3 separate regions of the Mus musculus genome follow, and regions 2 and 3 are each linked to region 1. The links are chromatin contacts, called in public Hi-C and capture Hi-C maps. All regions are on one chromosome and are shown on one strand. The core of a region is the stretch at or near the end of the contact, and the rest is flanking DNA. Distances in the headings are between cores, read along the strand shown.

The links. Hi-C and Micro-C count contacts between places; a contact is called where the count stands out from the background. Capture Hi-C pulls out chosen DNA fragments and counts their contacts.
Region 2: a contact with region 1 is called in a Hi-C map of bone marrow-derived macrophages, with 21 read pairs. The contact joins two enhancer-like sites. A contact is called at or near these places in 1 of 484 Hi-C or Micro-C datasets (bone marrow-derived macrophages), 4 of 115 datasets of contacts at active chromatin or transcription factors (bone marrow-derived macrophages and microglia) and 1 of 9 other capture datasets (bone marrow-derived macrophages).
Region 3: a contact with region 1 is called in a capture Hi-C map of bone marrow-derived macrophages, with 13 times the contacts expected there. The contact joins two enhancer-like sites. A contact is called at or near these places in 2 of 484 Hi-C or Micro-C datasets (the HPC-7 cell line and bone marrow-derived macrophages), 4 of 115 datasets of contacts at active chromatin or transcription factors (acute myeloid leukemia, bone marrow-derived macrophages and microglia) and 1 of 9 other capture datasets (bone marrow-derived macrophages).

The regions. Positions count from the first base shown.
Region 1 is chr5:3,197,224-3,200,144 of GRCm38.p6, forward strand. No RefSeq gene overlaps it. Among named protein-coding and RNA genes, the nearest start is that of Gm36548, 72 kb to the right of the region's middle. Within about 2 kb of position 1,423, at least 99 of the 459 cell types and tissues checked have an H3K27ac peak or open chromatin away from gene starts, as enhancers often do. A contact at or near this core is called in the HPC-7 cell line, acute myeloid leukemia, bone marrow-derived macrophages and 1 more, where this site is marked.
Region 2 is chr5:3,515,473-3,518,393 of GRCm38.p6, forward strand. Cdk6 (cyclin-dependent kinase 6) reads left to right here. Exons shown (of 8, transcript NM_009873.3): 6 at 1-32. Among named protein-coding and RNA genes, the nearest start is that of Fam133b, 27 kb to the right of the region's middle. Within about 2 kb of position 1,464, at least 79 of the 459 cell types and tissues checked have an H3K27ac peak or open chromatin away from gene starts, as enhancers often do. A contact at or near this core is called in bone marrow-derived macrophages, where this site is marked.
Region 3 is chr5:3,493,013-3,495,933 of GRCm38.p6, forward strand. The region is part of intron 5 of Cdk6 (cyclin-dependent kinase 6); the gene reads left to right. Among named protein-coding and RNA genes, the nearest start is that of Fam133b, 49 kb to the right of the region's middle. Within about 2 kb of position 1,514, at least 161 of the 459 cell types and tissues checked have an H3K27ac peak or open chromatin away from gene starts, as enhancers often do. A contact at or near this core is called in the HPC-7 cell line, acute myeloid leukemia, bone marrow-derived macrophages and 1 more, where this site is marked.

The sequences.
Region 1 (2,921 bases), core at 173-2,672:
GGTCTTTACTGTTGGGTTATTTTAGCCATTTGAAGTTCCTATAATGGCTTGTACTGCCCTTGATCATCTTTGGTCCTGCCCGCTGGTGGACCTCTGGTGTCTCCTATATCAAATGGTCTAACTAGTCCCAAACCCAAAGGAGTTAGCATCATCTAGAAGTCAGGGGGTCCCTTAGGAGAAAGAACCCAAAGGTAAAGACGACAAGCCAAGACAGATATAATTCCTTCTTTTCTGTCTTTTGAGGTCTCCATAACCCACTGTTACTCCACTGAGACTGGGAGAAAACACCAGATGGGAATGCACACGTGTAGTTCCCAAAATTGAAGGTCGTTTCACAAAGGACATGCATGTGCTATTAAAAGTGGCATGGTCTCAGGTTAAAGATGTAGCTCAGTGTTAAAGAACTTACCTATCATGTGCAAAGTCTTAAGTTTGATGTGGTCGGGGTGGATCTCAAAGCTCAAAGGCATCCTCATGTAAAAGGTGGCTGTGGATACTACAGACTGCCAGTTAGGATCCTCTCCTTGTACTTATTGGCTTAGTTTGTACGCGGGATTCATGTAGGTGTATTACCTATGTATTAGTTTCTGAATCAGTCAAGTGTTGGCTTTGACAGCTACAATAACATGCATTATCACAATGGTCTAACCCAGTTAGAGAATATTCTTTCTTATGCAGGGAGTAGGGGAGTTGGGTAAAAGTACTTCAGATCTGTGTGCTGCAAATAAGATGTCATTAGAGACATCTGTCCGCACAACTGTCCCTAGAACCTTGCTTTATAGCTTATGATGGAGATCGGGAATCTGTCTGCTTGTCCTTTAGGGACTAGGCCCAACATACTAGGTAAAGGACAGACAGACATAATCAGACCTCCACGATGGTCGGGGTCCTCTCAACCAAGAGCCTGAAGGCTACAGGAATATACCTGAGCTTGTTGGGGGCGGGGGAGGCGTGGTGCCCGTGGGGATGGATGGGTCTGGACAGACCGGGAACATCTTGCCTGGAGAGTAGTTTCTCTGCTTGGAGACATCTGTGCCGAGTCATCACAAATGCTGCTTGGAAGGGGGTCTCTTTAAAAACAAACTGGAAGTCCTCTCTCCCCAAGCTGCAGGCTGAGAGCGCTCCTGCTCCTTGGCCTGTCAGAGACTCCCAGCCCTGCAGCCTGCAGACTTCCTGTGAAGCTAGTCAGGACAGAACTTCTTTCCTCCTGATCCTCTTCTCTGTCAGCTGTGGCTGCGGCAGTAAATCTTCAGAGAAGGCTCCTTTGGCAAGCTCTCTTCTGAACTCTGCCCTGCAGACCTTCGCAGGCACTTCTGCATTCTGCCCCATGATAATTCTCCCCCCTCTGAGACTGCTGTTTTTCTCACACTCAGGCAGGCCTCTCACTTTCCTTAACGAACTCTTTCTCTGGCCCCACTCCAAAGGGTGTGCTCCAGCAATCAAACACTTCCCCTTTTGTCTTATCACAACTCCAACAGGCCAGATAAGGTCAGGCAGAGGGAAGGGATGGCCGAGCGGGAGCAAGGAAGGAAGAGGTCTTCTAGCTAGGTTCAGTTGCTGTGAAGGCAGGTAAAGGAACACAGGGAAGAAGCTGACGCAACCTTCCCACCAGCATCTAGGACCCTTTATACGCAAGGGCACAGATCGCATAACCTCTCTCCATCCCTCGCAGCACTTCCACGGGAAGCTTCAGAACACTTAACCTACTTGGAAATAACTTTTGGTTGCTTTGAAAACAGTGGGATAGACTAAATCAGACACAAGATCCAGTATGGCACAGACAGCAGGGGATTAAATAGTTAATTTTTAGCAAACCTAAATAGAATTTCCATCATGTGCAGGCAGTCAGCTGCTATTGTGGGTCACCAAGACACAACGCACTATTTCTAGAGTTTGTGGAAAACATTAGGCAGCTCTAATAGAGTCAATGGCATTTCCTTCCTCTACTGAAACATGACTTCACTAAATCCCCGTTGAAAGTTTTTTTCCCCTCTTTCTAAACATTTCTCTCCATCTGCAGAGTAAGTCAATAAAAGAAGTTAAAAGTTAAAATGCCTAGTGAAATTTTATCAGGCATGAAATGGCATTCAAACCAGAGTTGCCACCCTGTCTTAGATGGGTGAAAATTGACCCAAACTTGGGGGCGGGGGAGGGGGGCGGGGGTGTATAACAGATTTCAGCTCTTGCAGCCACTGAGGGGAAAATCATTCCAAAGAGGCATTCCATGAAACCCAGGCTCTGTGAACAGTTGGGATTCTTGTACAAGGTACATCACTTCCAGAAACCTCTGAATTCTAGGAGGCCACCATTCTGTTCTCTTGGTGCCCTGACATGTTGCACTACACAGCCTTCATTTGTGTAGTGTGTCCCTATCGCATGAGACACTGCAGAGAGCAACCCTGAGAAGCTGTGTTACCTGTGGGTAACAGAGGGAAAATGCAGGAGACTCTGTTCATTATCTTAGAAAAGGGCTTTGGATGTTACATGTAGACCTAGAAAGGTTTTTTAAAATGGCTTTGTGGTTTTAAGTGTTTTGAGACAATTTTGCTACATAGCTCATGTTTACCTCCAACTCAAGATCCTCCTGCCTCAGCCTCCTGAACTGATTACCAGCATGCTCACTGTACTGGGGCTCCAGAAATACTGAACAAAAGAATGCAAACAGGGAAAAAGCATCCTTCTTTGCATAGGTTTAATAAATTACTAAGGGTGCCATCCTTGGGTTGCAGACATGTTGTCTTCATAGGAACTAGACTAGAAAGCAAACCACTCAATGTCTGTGGCTATTTCCCAGCCTTGATGATGTAAAATATTGTCCTTCTTTATAAACAGGCTGTTGACCCCACTTTAACTCAATGGACTGCCAGAATCAAGAATTATTCTATCAGAGAGCACAGACAGATCAGACACGCTGGCTGCAC
Region 2 (2,921 bases), core at 214-2,713, 320 kb after region 1:
TCAGACGTGGATCAACTAGGAAAAATCTTGGAGTAAGTAATACTTTTATAGTTGTCCATCACATGAAGCATTTGCAGTGGCTTTCCTCTGACTTTCTCTTATCTTCCTTGCTCCAAGCTGCTACTGCAGGCAGTCTGACTAGTTGTGTGATGAGTCCCCACAAGGTAGAGTAGAGCTGTGTCACACGGGGCCCGGTCATGACGCGTAGCCTTGATGCTGTGCCCTGAATGCTTTCGTGTTGCCTGGGTGGGTCTTTGCTGCTTCTCCTTGCTTGAGCTCTGAGCTCCCACTCCATGGTACAGATGTGTTGGCTGCTTGAGGTCACATCAAATTTACTTCTCGTAAGAGATGGGACACTTGGTGGTGGCGTAGAACCCCAGCCTGTCCAAATCGACATCCTGTTCCCATTGAGGATAACCTGGAGTGGGTTTACTGCACCGTGCCCAGCTCCCAATTGCTAACTTAACCCTTTTCTTCGTTAACTTTCCCCCCTGAGCGATGGAAGGGACTCCAGTTTCTCCGTGCCGCCTGTCTCCAGCTCATGCATTGCTCCATCGCTCTCCGGTGATTTGCAAATTTCATTCATACCTGCATGTTTGTGCACGCTTTTCGTGTCACTAGAATGTAACTGGGCCTTCTCACAAGGCGTGCTGTGTGGCATCCTTTTGCTGAGTCCCACCCCAAGAAAGGGAAAATGGAAAGAGATAGGGTCCTGGCTAAAAATCACCACTGTTAACACTTTTATGAATCTCAAGCACAAGTACTTTTTATGGAATTTTAAATCTATAAGACCCCTTCCCTCTACCCGTGTCCAAATAGTGCCCCTACAGAATTTTCCTATTTAAATGTGATTGCCTCAAACCTGGAATCACCCCAAAGCTGAGGTTCTTTCAGGAACTGATCTGGTATGGTCTGGTGACTTCCCAGGTCCTAGGCAGTCACCAGCACCTCATCTCCTGGTGATACTGTAAAGTGGACACTTTGTCCACCTAGCCTTTTGTTAGGCTGCCTATGCATGGAAAGTTCCTGTCGCTAACCACTGGACTCTGAGACTGTGGAACGTGTCCTGTATGCATGTGATCTTCAAGAAGGACCCAGGAACATAAACTTTCTAGTATTACCCTGTTGCGTGAAAAGGTGATCTTGGTAGTGTGTGCCTGCTGGGCCCTGGAGGCCATCATCTGCTCTCCATTTCTTATGCCTGGTGGGATTCCTAGCCACCTCCAGCACCCAGTCTCTGGACCTGTGGCATTACGTGTACTGCCACAAAGCCAATGCAGTAGGACAGAAGGGACTTTTTGCTTGTTCCGTGGGAAAGCCTGCTTGACTTTTGGCCAAGGCCTGGCACTCCCACATAGCTAACAGAAGAGCAGCTGGAAAGCCTTGTATGTTTGGTGCCTTTAGATTATACTGGCTTTGTTTCATTTCTCTGAACAGTGCTCTCAACGGGAAAAGGACAATGCTGCACCCTAGTGTCACTGCTAACCCACTTCATTATTTCCACCACAGCCATTTTACAGTCTGTGCCCTGTAGTTCTTCCCCGTGTAAACAGTGAACGGTTACAGATTCTATCCAACCGTCCAAATAGAGAATTATGATGCAGGCCTTATCGAATGAACCTGTCATGATTTCATTATGCTCATTAAGGGCCATGACAGTCCTTATTGGACAGGAAGCTGATTTTTTTTTTCCTAAGGAAAGTCATAGTCTCAGACTCTTAACAAGGTAAGCTGTAGACACATTTCTACTTTCAGAGAGCATTGAGTGCTTCAGAAGGAAAGCAGTTAGGCCATGACATTTAGAGCGTTTTCTAAGACCAGTATCATAGTTAAGTGGAGGTATAAAAAAAAAGATGCTGAACATGGAGTGAGGAGAACCGAGGCTGTCCGCACAGTGTGTGACCTGGGCAGGCATTCTCCTTCCTCATTTTGTCTTCCATCCCTACAGTGAGGTGGCACACCTGACCTATGTGTCTCTCACAGCTTTTTACAGGAGATGGAGAAGACAACAGGCTCTAAGTTTTATTCGTATGTATTTGTGTATGTGTGTATGTGTGTGATATGTATCCATGCATTAGGTGTGGTTAATATGTATTTACATATCAGACTGGCAGACAGACTGTTTCCCTGAAAGCGTCTGGCTTCTGACTGCTGTATTCATAAGGTTTCAAATCAGCAAGTATGTTCAAAGCTACTAATAACACTCAGGAGGCTGAGACAGGAGGATTTTCAGTTGGAGACCAGCCTGGGATACCTAGTGAAACACTATCTCAAAAGAAAAGATGCTGTCTGTCAATAAAGTGATTTAAAGTCTAAGCATGATTACAATCCGTTCCTAAGGGGCTGATAATGAGGATGTACTAAAGTCCTTGTACAAAAGGGCACACATTTCAAACTGTTTGTCAGCCATATCCCATACTACCCAAACCCATCCCCATGTTACTTTTCGTGATTATGACAACATTTTTACCCCTTCATTACCCACTATAGACCTGGCTATTGAGCACACTTATATGATGCCCAAGTCATGATTTTGCTCAATGATTCCAGGAAGTCTATCCATGAGTCTTTGTATGCCTGAGTAATGTAACTCTCTGCAGATGCCCAGTGGGGACAGAGTTAGTGTCTTGCCTCGGCACCCAGGGGCATGTGCGTGGGTGATGGCGAAGCTGCTCTTTCCAGGGAGGTCTGTGACCTGGGCTCTGTAAAGGGAAGGGAACAGTGATAAAGCCCTGTGACATTTACCTGTCACATTATATTATCCTGTGACATTTACCACCTCCTTTCCTAAAAGATGCTTGTGACCACGCTTTCTAGGCCTGCGCGTCAGGAAGTCAGAACAGAACCTTAATTCAGGCCAGCGCCATTTCTAGTTAGGGTTAAAATAGTTTGGATCATTATCTAGGTCACCATATATCCTG
Region 3 (2,921 bases), core at 264-2,763, 300 kb after region 1:
ACCGTAATTCCACAGGGAAGAAGCCAGTATCCCACTTGGATGAACTCTGCGGCTAGCACAATGCCTTCCTTCTTATCCCTGATTCTGAACTGGTTTTTCCCCCTGTATTTAAGAGCAATGAATGGGAAAGTCCAAGCCTTAAAAGTAAAGAACCTCACTTATATTTATGATGTTTTCTACACAGTGAAGGGAAGCACCCTTTAGCAAGCACGTGAAGCCCACGCTGTCCTCGTAGGACAAAAGGGAAGACACCTCCTTTAATAACTGACTTCCTTTTTTTCTTTTAAAGATTTGTTTACTTATTTTATGTGAGTACACTGTTGCTCCCTTCAGACACACCAGAAGAGGGCCTCAGATCCCATTACAGACAGTTGTGAGCCACCATGTGGCTGCTGGAAATGGAACTCAGATCCTCTGGAAGAGGCATCAGTGCTCTTAACCACTGAGCCATCTCTCTAGCCCACTGACCGACTTTCTTTTACCCTACCTGGTCAGCCTGGCAGGGCAGGCATCATATTGGTCTTCCCGTTCTGGGTTCCCTTAAGTCAGCACCGTGAAGAACAAGGACATCCTGACCTGCCATGTACTGAAAAGGCAAAGAAAAAGACTTCTGAGTACTGTGTGGCCAACCCAATCTACTGCTCGGTGGACCAGGAGACGCTGGCTCCTCATTATCCTGTTACAACCAGCGAGTGAGAGTTACCTGGCCTTTAAAGCATGCTTATTGATGGTATTTGGCTCGTTGGTTTCTCCTTGAGTCAGGCTGAGTCTCCATTATGGAACAGTCCCCTGCAGCCCCGTGTGTTAGAACATTTGGTTCTCACCTGGTCTGCCTGTTCTGAGAGGTGGTGGGACTGTGACCTGGCTAACAGAAGTCATTCATTGAGGCTGGAGGCTTGCATCCTACCGAACACTCTGCCGATGTGAGAAGTAACAGACGCAGCCGTTCCTGTCCGCCTTCCTCACCGTGATGAGCTAGCTGCCTTCCCCGAAACCAGGAGCCAACATAAATCTCCCTCCAGGTTACCTTTCTGCCTCTGAGTTTGCCTATTGTGGTGATGAAAGTCACTGGCGCATGTTCACCAGCAGTCACCTGGCATTATCTGGAGGACACAGGACAGTGAGGCGGTGGTGTGAGCCAGCTTTGCAGCCTCCAGTCCCCTCTTGTATCACTTCCTACCTGGGTGACTGTGCCCAACCATCCCTCGACCTCAGTCTCAAGTATTAAAGCGAGAGCACTCAAGCGTAAATCCCACACAGTGGTGCAAAACGGCACTCATGCAGCATTTGGCTTTCTCTTCTGGATTTATATACTCAGTATCGGTGATTATGTTGTCTGTGTTGCTACACCATCATCTAGAGCAGGATAGCATTATCATTGCTAACATCAGGCATGAGAAGAATTCGAAGTCAAAAAGTCTTGGGCCCTGCAGCACTGAGATCCTAGACAGTACCCCAGTCCTAAGTATCAGACTTAAACTTGGGCCACAGCACACTAAACAGTGTGGCCGGGTGACTCATTAATGAAGTCATGCCTAGTCACTCTGGGGCTCTTCCTGGTCCTGCCCCATCTGCCCCACCACAGCTTCTGCAAAGGCCAGAGCCAAGCCTAGAATCTGGCAAGACACTGAGTACACAGATGAGGTCCAGAAAACCTATCTAATAAGACTCAGAAACCAGGTGGGACTGTTTGGGGCAGAGGCCCACAGACTGCTGGGCAAGGTGTTAGGGGCTTCTTGCCTTGAAACCCTGTTGCCACAGCACTTCACAGAGTGGCGAGCATAATCCCCAAGGCCATTGTAGACTCTTGTTCTGAGCCACAGGAAGAAATGCCTCACATTTAGCTTGTAGGGGAACTCCGAACAGTCAGCAAGAATTTCTTCTGAGAAGGACAGAAATGACTATCTCCCTGCCATTCAGTGTCTTCAGCCTTCTGAGACGGGAGCAAGCACACGTTTGTCTATGAGACCAAGGAGCACAGAATGTGCTAGAACTGTGTCATGCCTACAGCTGTGTCTCTGGCTGACTGGCTTCAGTCAGGAAAAGACCAATGGTTGTCTGTGGACCGTCACTAGACACTGCCTTCCAAACTGATTGATGAGACAGCTGTGCCCTGTCCCGTCTCAAATGGAACTCCGTGCAGAGATCCCTTTTATTCTCATATTTCTGAAGCATGTTGAACCAGAAAGCTGCATTTGAAAAAATAATAACAATATAAGTTGGGTGTGGTAACACATGCCCGTAATCTTAGCACTTGGAGGGAGGAAGCAGGAGCAGTAGAAGCACAACTTCAATGCCATCTTTGGCTAACTGGCTTGTTTGAGAGCAGCATGGGATACTTGACATCTAGCCTCAGGAACAGCCTTTAAAAGTACCTCATAATGTGTATATTATATATGTTATTTTATGTAAGGTTGTTTTTGATTATGTGTGTAGGGTGTATGCACCTGAATGCTGATACCTACAGGAGAAAGAGGCATCTGGCCCCCTCAGAACCGGAGTTATAGTCTTCTGTGAGCTTCTGTGGGTACTGTGAGCATGACACACTCTTAAGGACTGAGCCATCTCTCCAACCTGAGGTTGACTTTAATTACATGCATTGCATACTCTCATTTGACAGCGACAATGTGGTTATTATAGAACATTTTAAAAATACAGGCCTAGAGTGTTCTTTTTTGTACCAGAAAGTAAAGACAAAATTTTGCAAATGTCACAGGTTTTAACTTGAAGGAGTGGGTACATACCTCTGAGGTATTTTGGATATCAAACTACATAATTATATTAAACAATTATAAGCCATCAAATAAGATCAAGTTTATACTGATGTAAAGAAATGGAAGATAAGTCACTGTGTTAGGGTAGAAGAGATGATGGTGTTGGACATTTGATAATTATTATTTTAAGTTGAAGCTGAATATAGA